3 separate regions of the Hordeum vulgare genome follow, and all the other regions are linked to region 2. Evidence: chromatin contacts called from public Hi-C data. All regions are on one chromosome and are shown on one strand. The core of a region is the stretch at or near the end of the contact, and the rest is flanking DNA. Distances in the headings are between cores, read along the strand shown.

The links. Hi-C and Micro-C count contacts between places; a contact is called where the count stands out from the background.
Region 1: a Hi-C map of seedling shows a contact between it and region 2, with 2.3 times the contacts expected there. The contact joins the enhancer-like site here to the promoter of LOC123444564 in region 2. A contact is called at or near these places in 2 of 6 Hi-C or Micro-C datasets (leaf and seedling).
Region 3: a Hi-C map of seedling shows a contact between it and region 2, with 4 times the contacts expected there. The contact joins the promoter of LOC123444561 here to the promoter of LOC123444564 in region 2. A contact is called at or near these places in 2 of 6 Hi-C or Micro-C datasets (leaf and seedling) and 1 of 1 datasets of contacts at active chromatin or transcription factors (embryo).

What each region holds. Positions count from the first base shown.
Region 1 is chr3H:510,133,483-510,137,168 of MorexV3_pseudomolecules_assembly, reverse strand. No RefSeq gene overlaps it. Among protein-coding and RNA genes, the nearest start is that of LOC123441942, 180 kb to the right of the region's middle. Within about 2 kb of position 2,393, at least 3 of the 3 cell types and tissues checked have open chromatin away from gene starts, as enhancers often do. A contact at or near this core is called in leaf and seedling, where this site is marked.
Region 2 is chr3H:509,728,013-509,731,288 of MorexV3_pseudomolecules_assembly, reverse strand. It overlaps LOC123444564 (L-type lectin-domain containing receptor kinase IX.1-like), which reads right to left and starts at 1,315. Exons shown (of 1, transcript XM_045121332.1): 1 at 1-1,315. The coding sequence starts at 1,213.
Region 3 is chr3H:509,428,770-509,432,387 of MorexV3_pseudomolecules_assembly, reverse strand. It overlaps LOC123444561 (insulin-degrading enzyme-like 1, peroxisomal), which reads right to left and starts at 2,354. Exons shown (of 25, transcript XM_045121330.1): 1 at 1,838-2,354; 2 at 1,655-1,730; 3 at 345-412. The coding sequence starts at 1,941. LOC123444560 (vacuole membrane protein KMS1) reads right to left here. Exons shown (of 8, transcript XM_045121328.1): 8 at 3,053-3,618. The coding sequence ends at 3,577.

The sequences.
Region 1 (3,686 bases), core at 1,144-3,643, 400 kb before region 2:
TATGGATGTTAAATCCGCTTTCCTCAACGGCGATCTCACAGAAGAAGTGTACGTGGAACAACCCCTCGGCTACGAGAAGAAAGGCGAAGAAGGGATGATAGAAGTTCTGCACGTGAATACGAAGGACCAGCTTGCCGATATTTTCACCAAGTCTCTCGGTCGACAGAAGTTCATCGAGATGAGGAAGAAAGTCGGAGTGCAAGCAATGAAGACATATCAACAAGGTTAAGGAGGTGAATGTAGTAATTAACCTAGTTGTAGTCTAAACGTACACGTGTGTCCTAATTTGGTTAGTATTGCAAACCGAGTAGGATTAGTAGTAGTATTGCAAACCGAGTCGGTTTGCAGTAGGCCTAGCTTAGCAATATATATACGATATACCCCTGTGTAGTCTTTGTACCAAGAAGATCAAGAAGATCAATTGAAAAGCAAAAAAAAGTTAACAGGCTCGATACGAGCCTACGGCCACCGATTCGTTTGCTGCGCTGAGTTTCGTCGATACGCTTTGAGCTGCCGAGAATTGATCGATGAAATCGATCAGCTAGCTCAAGTACGTACGCGTCCATGTACCGGCCAGACCACCCATCAATCATCCATCAAGCTACTAGCTTGCTAGCTACACTGCGAGTACAAACTTTGATGATGATTTGATCTACGGTTCAAAAGCCAACAAAGACGCATGCGAACCGCTCGAACCGGCGACCTCGCCGTCGGAGCCCTGTCGGCCGACGACAGCAACAAGCCCGCGACACCCTCTTCTCTTCCCTTTCTCCCCCTTCCGTCCCGGTTCCATGGGCTACGACGCCCTCTTACGCTCTGTTCTCGCCTCGGGTCGCCACCGTCAGTGGTCGACTCCCACTACCACGGTCCTTTCCCGTCTTTCCTGAGCTTGGATTCAAGCCCCTGGCGAGCCCTCCTCCGTTCCCCTCTCTTTTCCCTCCTTTTTCGTTGCCATAGCCGTCGTGCCCGAGCAAACCGTCACCGGTTGGCCATGGCCATCATGGCCACAAGCTCGAAGAGCTCGAGCTCGGTTCGACCCCATCCTCCGCACACCTTCCCTGGCTGCACGAGTGTGCGCCCACACGCCCTTGCACCGCGCCCATGTGCCCACGGCCGGTCGTCCACGTGCTCCGTCGCCGGCCGGTTGGGGAAACGAAGGAGAGGTGAGAGCTCGGCCTAGGTCGGTTGGAGAAACGGAGGGGAGCACGGGAGGGCTGGACCGCACCAAATTCGTCGAGCTACGCGTGTTGCACCTCCTCTCTATCGACCCAGGACAACTTCCCCCACGCTCCAAATCTTGTTCTTCTCCGGCTAGAGGAGGAGCACGGGAGAGGGAGAAGAGGAGTAGGAGGCTGGAACGGCGGTGGGCTCGCTGGCGGTCGCCAGCGGCGACCAGCCAGAGGCCATGATGGCGCGGCACAAGGCAGCGGCGGCCATGGGGTGGGGCGTGGGGGAGGCAATGCCGTGGCGGCCATTTAAGTGATATTTTTTTTTTGAAAAGTGAGTTAGATGACGTGGCGGCTGATTTAACGCTGACTAGGCTTACCATATGAGGAATTCAACGATGCAGAACTTGGTCAACTCATACCATGTCAGCAAAATACGTTGGATAAGATAGCGGTGACCTGACACGTTTCACTAAGTGTATTTCGACCTTTTTAAATGCAGTGATAAAATTGAACTTTAGATCAGTTTCAGATACCGTAGATGTAATTTTCTCGGCGGATGGACCAAAGGGTTTGCCTGTCGTGCCCGTGAAAGCACACGCGTGCCCTCATCCTCCGCTGTAGCGCGATGCCGCAGCGATTCGCCCTCGGAGCCGTCGGGACGGACTTTTGCCGGCAAGAAACTGAAATGCATGCGAGCGAAGCGTACCATTTTATTGCCGCGCTCTGCACCTGCAACTTGAGAGTTATCCACCGCCCACTGAAGCAACATGGTACGGTTTACGATCAATGGATGGCCTAACAGTACGGCAAAGGTTGTCCAAGCAGAAGCAGATTGATGCAACTGCTAGCAGCACACTGCGGAACTGCACGGAGACTCTTCACAAACGTACTCGTGCTACTCCCTCCATTCATAAATATAATTTTTTAATCGATTTCACTAAGGGTCTACATACAGAGCAAAATAATTGAATTTATACTCTAAATTATGTCTATATACATCCGTATGTAGTCCACTAGTAAAATCTCTACAAAGACTTATACTCCCTCTGTTCCAAAATAACTGTCTCAACTTTGTACTAGTTTTAATATAAAGTTATATTAAAATTAAGATACTTATTTTGAAATGGAGGGAGTATTTACGAACCGAGGCAGTACTATACAACTCATGGCCGGTGGCCAGAGCGCGCGGATACGCTGCATCATGTCGACGTAAAAGTAGCACTTACATGAAAGCTCCGCTGTGCATGAGCTCGCGCAGGAACTGGCCGATGCAACAGTACGACATGGAATACGGGGGTCTGGGATTCGATTCTCACTGTACGCCACAGTATATCGCGTGCTTGCGCGAGCACGACGCGTCTATTAATAGCGTAGGCGCGTGGGCGTATGCGTAGCTGCAGCCTGCACACTTTAGCGTGTTGCGTCATTGCGAGCCAGCGACTACGACGGAGCAAGGCGACCTGACGTGCATTTGTTTGCTCGAAATTACTATGCACGCGGCAGAATCTTATCCGGTTTTTGTACGAAATAAACAACGAATCTCATCCGATTTGTTTGCGTGTGTGAACACATCGTAGCATCCTAGGAATGGGGGCAATATGGTCACGTCCAGTCCTCCCGTGTTTCCCCGTCAACTGCACATACTTCCACGGTCTTGAGTGGTCAGCAGGGAGGAGAGGAGACCGGGCGTCCACGTGCACCTCGGGCCCGGTGGTGAAAATGCGTTGAGTCGTAATATAACTAAAAAACATCTCATATTTCGGGCTGAAGATAATTGTATTACGTTTCAAAATATTTGGAAGTCAAATTATGCAGAACGTATAATTTAACAATTTGGACATATCCCGGTGCAGTTTATAAGCCAATGAACCATACCCGTCTCATCAAGATAACCCTTCGGTCCCACGAGCACGTGCCAACCTTCCCTTACCTATTTCCTTTTTATTATTTATAAAGTTTAAATCTAAAATCTCATTAATCAAGGTACATTATAAGTGGATCACACGAATTTTGTGGATACAATTCTCCAATGAAACATTTTCCACTTATTCAACTTTTGAGATAATAAATGCAACATCCTTTTCTTTTATTGGGCTAGCACGATGCATGAAGAATGAGATGCATGCACGATCATTAATTCTCTCATTTTTATTAAATATGACATGAGACTCAAAGCTTTTTAATTCATTTGAACTCAAAGTGAGCCTACTAGTATAACGAAAACCTAATCTTTTTAAGATTGAGCCCTATAAACCGAAAATGAGAGAAGAATATTAATTTTATCTCGAAATTACTCAGTGATTTTAGTTGGTCTGTTCAAAGTGTGGAAAGTGCTTAGAACATCACCCATCGGTCTCACCAAGTTGTTTCATTCGGACTCACCAAAATACCTAAAGTTCAGAACTTTTGTACTAGTCGGTCTCGCCGAGTGGTTTTACCCGGTTTCATCGAGTAGTGCATAAACTTGTGTAACGACTAGAATTTAGGAGCCACCTATATATACCCCTGCTCACTCTA
Region 2 (3,276 bases), core at 66-2,565:
GGCACCACCCGACAAGCCGGACCAAATGCCGGTGGCGCAGCTGGCTGATGATGCGTACCTCGGCTGCGTACTCCTTGCGCCCCTGCGTCGACCCCTTGGAGACCCTCTTGATGGCCACCTCCTGACGGAGCTCCTTCAAGAACCCCCGGTAAACAGCACCGAACCCGCCCTGCCCGAGCTTCCTCTGCTCGGAGAAATTGTTGGTTGCCGCCACCAATTCAGCATAACGGAACCGTCTTGGCCCGCTCTGCACGATGAACTCGTCAGTTAGCTCGTCGTACCCCATTGCATCGTCGATGTCGACATAGGGCACACATTCCCCTGTCTTCCTCCATTCCTTGACGAACCAAACAACCCCTGCACCGACCAGCACAACAAGGAATCCGCACAATCCCAATATCACCCACAGCATCACCGTCTGCTCTTTGCTGTCGACGCTGGAGGTGAAATCCCAGTACAGGACCTTGTGCAGCTCGGCGGCCTCGCCAGTGGCGGCGGAGAAGCCAACGGCCACGGAGTCAGGCAGGTGTTCCCTCAAATCGACGGCGTACCACAGAAGGACGTCCGTGGGGGGAGCGTCGCCGTAGGAGAGGGCCACGGTGAGGTTCTTGGCCTCAGCGTCGTACGCGACGCGCGCGTGCGCCGTGCGGCCGTCCTTCATGCTGGTCGGCCAGTCGGCGGTGGCCACGGAGGCGATGCCCCCGAGGTCGATGCCGACGTGGTCGTCGCTGGGATCCCAATCGTTCCTGTAGGTGTCGAATTCGACGGCGACGAGGGAGCGACCCCCGTTGCGGGCGGAGGAGTTGAAGAGCCCGAGAAGGCCGCCAGCGGATCTGTTGGGGAGGACTGAGGGGAACGGGGAGAGGAAGAAGGCGAGGCCGTCGCCGGAGGCGGCGGAGGGTTCGGGGGCGGAGATGGAGAAGGAGAAGGCGGAGGCGAACGAGGCGGGGCGGCGGGAGACAGGGTCAAAGAGTGGGATGGGGCGGGAGAAGAAGGCCCGGCCGGCGCTGCTGGTGAGGGGCCCGACGCGCTCGTCGCGGGTGAGGCGGATGAACTTGTTGAAGAAGGCGTCGCCCTGGAAGGAGATGCCCGATGGGGCCGAGTCCGAGACGGCGGTGAAGTTGTAGGTGAAGGAGAATCCCGCAGCTGCCGGCGGCAGGAGGAGGGCGGCGGAGAGGAGGAGGAGGGAGGGGACGGCGACGGAGATCCCCATGGAGTGGGTTGGGTGAGCCTTTGCCCTTGGTGGAGGTCTGGAGGACAGGGAGTGTGCGTGGGGTGGGGCCAAGGTTGACAAACCAATGAACAAGGCACGAGCTGGATTATAAATCCTACTACTACAGAATGGCCGTGCCTTCTTTAATTTCTTGTTCTGATCATACAGTAGTATACGTCTCTATTGTTGTATAAAAATCGATAAATATTTGGTCCCTGTCAATAACATCATCTTGACCTTTGGTATTATGATATATACTATAATTATTTGTATGCATTTCATTTGAATATGTATAACTCGATGGGTTTTTAGTTCATTTCATCATAATTACATTAGTTACTTCGTCAATTGAGAAATGATGAAGGTGTTGAAGAAGAAGAAAAAAGACTTGGTTAAGCCATCGACATGGAATATAATATATGAACATCAATTATCATTTTTTTTTGCAAAACACAATGACTATATCTTTGTCATCAGTAGCATCAGTAGTTAATGTTCTAGGACAACTCATGACTCAACCTTCACCTTTTCAGTAACCGCATTGGTATGAATGCATCATTTAGACAACATAACAACACTTCACATGGTAATTGAAGATCAAAAGATTCATGTGAAATAAAACATAGCATTGCTGCATACCTTATCCTCAAGAACAACAACATGTGAAGGTATTGCTGTGTGTGTCAAAACTGACAGATCTCGGGTAGGGGGTTCCGAACTGTGGACCTTGGATCAATGGATTGCAGGAGAAGTAGGAAGACAATATTTACCCAGGTTCGGGCTCTCTTGAAGAGGTAAAACCCTACGTCCTGCTTGATTATATTTATGTGGACGATAATTACAGAGTTGATCTACCTCGAGATCGTATAAGCTAAACCCTAGATGAGATAACTCCCCCCACATGGATGAGGACCCCTGGATTTATACATCCACTAGGGGATCTAGGGTTACATACAACCGACCTCTATCTCAGGACGGATGGACCGACCTAGTTTACTTTACTTGGACACAACGTCGGTCTTTGGTGCTTTCTTCCTTGAATACGAGATGAACACACAATTCGACCTTTAGTTAGTACGGCCCATTAAGTTGGCCTCTACAAAGCGAGCCGACTACGCGAGGACCCCTTAGTCCCGGACTCCCTTAGTAGCCCCCGAACTGGCCTTCAACGCCGATGTGCAGGGTCTTCTAATGCTCGCGCCCAGAGTGTTCGGCTTGCAAGGAGAGTTCCCTTATTTCCTCCGATCATGGAATGATGATTTAGTCCCTGCACGACTCATGGTTATCGAAGCATAACGGGACCCACAACCTTCAATTCTGCACAAAGATTAATAATAATTCTCAATTTTCACGTGCTTTAATGAAGGCAAGTACTTTTATCTATCCTTGATGGAACCGCTCCCTATAACCAAAGGAGGTAACACCCTTTATAAACAAATTGAAATCCGTTCCAGGGCTCCATCGCCCTCCGAGTGTCAACAAAAAACCCTAGGCTTCCTGCACTCTAGAGTCATGGCAGGTTCCTCCTCACGCCCCCTTGGCCCACTTCCGGGAGACTGGGCCAGTTGCTTTGTTTCCCTTCTTTGTTTGCACGAACTCGAAACTCAAGGATAACTCCCCCTGTCGGACCTCGCGCCCACTCGCGCCGAACTGGCCTCTGCCAATGGCGAAGCCTTTGCAGAAAACTTTCCTTCCTCTCAAAGGGGAGGAAGGGCCTGCTTTGTTTCTTTCTTACTGCGAGGGGTGGGCTTCCCCGTTCACCCCTTCTTGAGGGGTTTGTTGAAGTTCTATGGGCTGCAGCTCCACAATCTCACCCCCGCTCCATCCTTCACATCTCAGGCTTTGTGGCCTTGTGCGAGATGTTCCTGGGTTGCGAGCCACACTTCGATCTATGGATGAAGTATTTCTGTATCGTTCCCCGAACTAGAGGAACGACAATTCGGGAAGTGGGTGGAGCCGAAGTATGGCCTATAGGGGGTCCCTAACTATGGACCTTGGATCGATGGATTGTAGGAGAAGAAGGGGAGACAATATTTACCCAGGTTAGGGCCCTCTTGAGGAGG
Region 3 (3,618 bases), core at 1,105-3,604, 300 kb after region 2:
CAGGTTACAACTGGTCCTTAGGTATAACCACAGGTTATGGCAAATAGGTATCATTTGGTCATCACAATGGAGTACGAGGTGGGCTATGATACAAGCCTAAATTTCCTTGTGCAATGTTAATTTGTGAAGCACCCAGAAGTGAATGGCACAGTGGCACCTATCATAGTCTAACATGCATATTCCTTTCAATTGTTATCTATCTTATTAAGAGTTATTTTCTGATTGGTCCAGAATAATCTAATATGATGCGTGCAGGTACAGTAAATCTGGTTCAAATTCTTACAGACCTGGCATTAACGTGTGAGTAGTAATTGCAAGCAAACATATGACGAAGTGAGAAGTACCTCAGAGATATATTTTGTATAATCTTGTTCTCCAGGGTATTTCTCACTGGCATAAAACAGCATATGCTCTGCAAGCAAGTCCATGGTAATAAATAAATGCTAAAGAGAAAAGCAGTTTTGATTTGATGCGATAAACATTCATCATGCTAATCGCATCCTCCATACAAATGGTTTATGGGTCTGTCTAGGACACATCCAGATGTGCTCTATACTTACACTAGTCAAAAACGAAATAAAAGTTGTGAAGCAAAAATGACCCACTCTCTCTATTAGTTTGCGTTTATGTGCTGCCCTGCGTGTGTACGAGGGCCTGTATCGAGTAGAATTATATCTTGTGCTGTTTACCACGGGTAGAACTCACACGCCAGAGAAAATATCAACGCGGGACCCGTGGAGTGAGAGCATCCAGCAAGCTGCAAGGATCCTACTGTACTAGGCAACAACATGTATGGGCAGTTGAGCAGAGCAGGCTGCTATTATCTGGAGAGCGACAGGCTCCTATATCCTGCAGGAGCGATGGTCCCCGCCCAACCAAATTCGTGTCTCGCATGAAGCTCTTGGACCGTTCAACAAACCCAGAACTAATTTTCTCAAAAAAAAAATAACAGAATTATGTGCAACACATAGTACTGACGTTATCAATGAGTTTTGGCTGGAAACCTGACAAGCATTTAAGAAAGACATTCAGCTAGCCGGCTGTCGTACTGCTCTGCTACCGGCGAAGGCACACCATGTACGGCCCGATGCCCGTGCCACTGAGATCAATCATGGATGCTCTGAACTTTAGCCCGAGGCCCGGGAAGTCAATGGCGTGATCCGACGGTGAAAACACGCCGGGCGACACTGGACCGATTCAATCAACTTTTCGATTGGAAAAAGGAGAAGCATCCATTGACCTGGCCGCAAATCTGCGACGCCATCATTGGCGGTCAGGAACGCCTAAAGCGGCAAAGCACTGCCCAATGGGGGAAAAGTGGGCAAGGAAGCATTCCTCCGTCACTCGATTCTTCCGAGACAAAATTGGAGGACGCCCCAGCCGGATCCCAAAAGGGAAGAGGAGATTCATCTGACGCCGACGCCGTTGCGCTGCGCTGGGTCCAGCGAGCGGAACAACCCCCATCCAATCCAACCACTACCTGGCCTGAAAGTACTAGTAGTACTCGCTCCGGGAATCCGGTGGTTACGGTTCCGTTAGATCACGCGCGCCCACGCAACGAACCACGACGGTGTGGCGAGCGAGATGGCCGGCGACGGCGGCTGGCGAGGAGGGTGGACGGAGAGGGTAGGGGAGGGAAGGGAAGGGAACTCACCGAGGAAGTGCGCGAGGCCCTCGAGCCCCTCCGGGTCGCTGAAGGAGCCCACGCCGACCTCCATACACGCCGCCGCCTGCGCGCAAGCAGACAACAACAACGACGACGACGCCGCCGAGTGAATCACGTGGAGAAAACATCGATCAACTGGCGAGCATTCGTTAGCTGCTTCGGCGGGCGGACCTTGTCGGTGTCGGCGTCGCTGATGAGGAGGCACTCGAGCGCGTTGGGGAGCAGCAGGCGGCGGTACTCCCGCTTGTCGCTGCGCGCGCGGACGAACTCCACATTGCCCGCCGCCATGCGCGCCGCTCGCCCTGAACCCTCGCTTGGAGGCGCTGGCTCCGGTCTCCGGTGGTGGATTGGAGGCTCGGGGCTTAGGCTAGTGGGGGCGCTAGTATTCTATGCTTTGTCGTTGCCGCCGTCCCGTTAATATATGGAGGGCAGGAGGGGGGTGGGTGGCTTCGTCTTCGCTTGCGCCTGCGGGAGCCGGGAGGAGTCTGAAGCCTGAACTGAGGTGCACTTCACTTTGATGGGATGCGATGGGAGACGTTTGTTGCGGTGGTGCTGGACAACGAAAGCCTTGTTTTCCCTACCGGCGAGGCGAATGACGTGCTCGCGACGGCGAGAGGGTCCCTCCCCTCCCCCTCCTCGGCGCTAGACGGTCGCTAACCGGGTCGTGTAGGTGATTATCTATAAACAACAAAGTTTGGAAGAAACGAAGGTCGGTATGACAATTCATCGTGCGAGTAGTCTGGTTTTTGTCTCCAAGTTAGAAATCGGTGCGCTCTCGTGGCAGTAGAGATCGCCTTGGAGTCTCCTGCTCGAGTATCTCGACGAAATTTACCCCGCTTGTGCTGCAACTTACGTACGTGGTGCACGGCGCTTAGATTCCGTCTAGCGAGCACGCCCAAGAGAACTCGGACAACTGCTCACGACCATCTCTTCTGCATTGACAACTTTGGCGGGTGTAAAGTGGTTACAGTAGCATTTTTATCTGATAGATGATGTGTAATCGCACCTCACCTTTCACCTCTATGACTGGCCTTCAGATGCGCCCGATTTGCTTAAAAATCACAAGCTAAAAGACAAAGAGCTCACAAAAGCTAACGTGATTGCTGGGAATCACACGTTTCCCAGCCTGTTTTAGTCACAAGGTAACAGTTTCTGACACGGTTTTACTCCCTAAACAAACAAACTACCGATCTTAAATATAGGTCTTTTTAGAATTTCTACTAGCAAACTACGTACAGATCTATATAAACATATATTAGAGTATATATTCACTTATTTTGCTCCATATGTAGTTCTCTAGTGAAATCTTTAAGATGACTTATAACGGAGAAAGTAGAATCGACGACGCGACACAGATTCCCACCCTAAAAAAAATGATGCGGAAACTCAGTATTAATAGCACCAGCTTTATTATTTGCCAGAGTAAAATTGCACTAGTTGAAGTGCTCCATTAAATCTAGCTGGCTCCAATTGAGAATATGCATTTGCATAGTGAATGTAACAATAAACCATATCACCTTTGAGTACTCTCGGGTGCCCTATCAGCTACCGTATTTCCAACATAAGAAGGTATAGAAAAGGTGCTGGTAAAATACATCTTAGTAATGAAATCGTGCTAAACAAACAAACAATCCCTAAAGTTCATCCAACTTGACGCCTGAAAAAATAACAGGACTGATTCTCCTCCAGGAACTGCCAGTAGAGGCGCAGTGACAAAAAGTCGCAGCCATCACTTGTGGCGGGTTGGAGAGGCCCATGTTTCTGTTCACTGTACAGAAGAACACAACTTCTACCAGCATTTAGACTTCTACCAGCATTTGGACCATCCCCAAAGGGCTTAGCCGGGCGCAAAAGGCTACTGAGGAGAATATTCGCAATGTGCAGCTGAATAAATACAACCATGTTTCTTGTTAGTTAGTTTTAGAATGATTCTGGGACGAGGAATCAGTGAT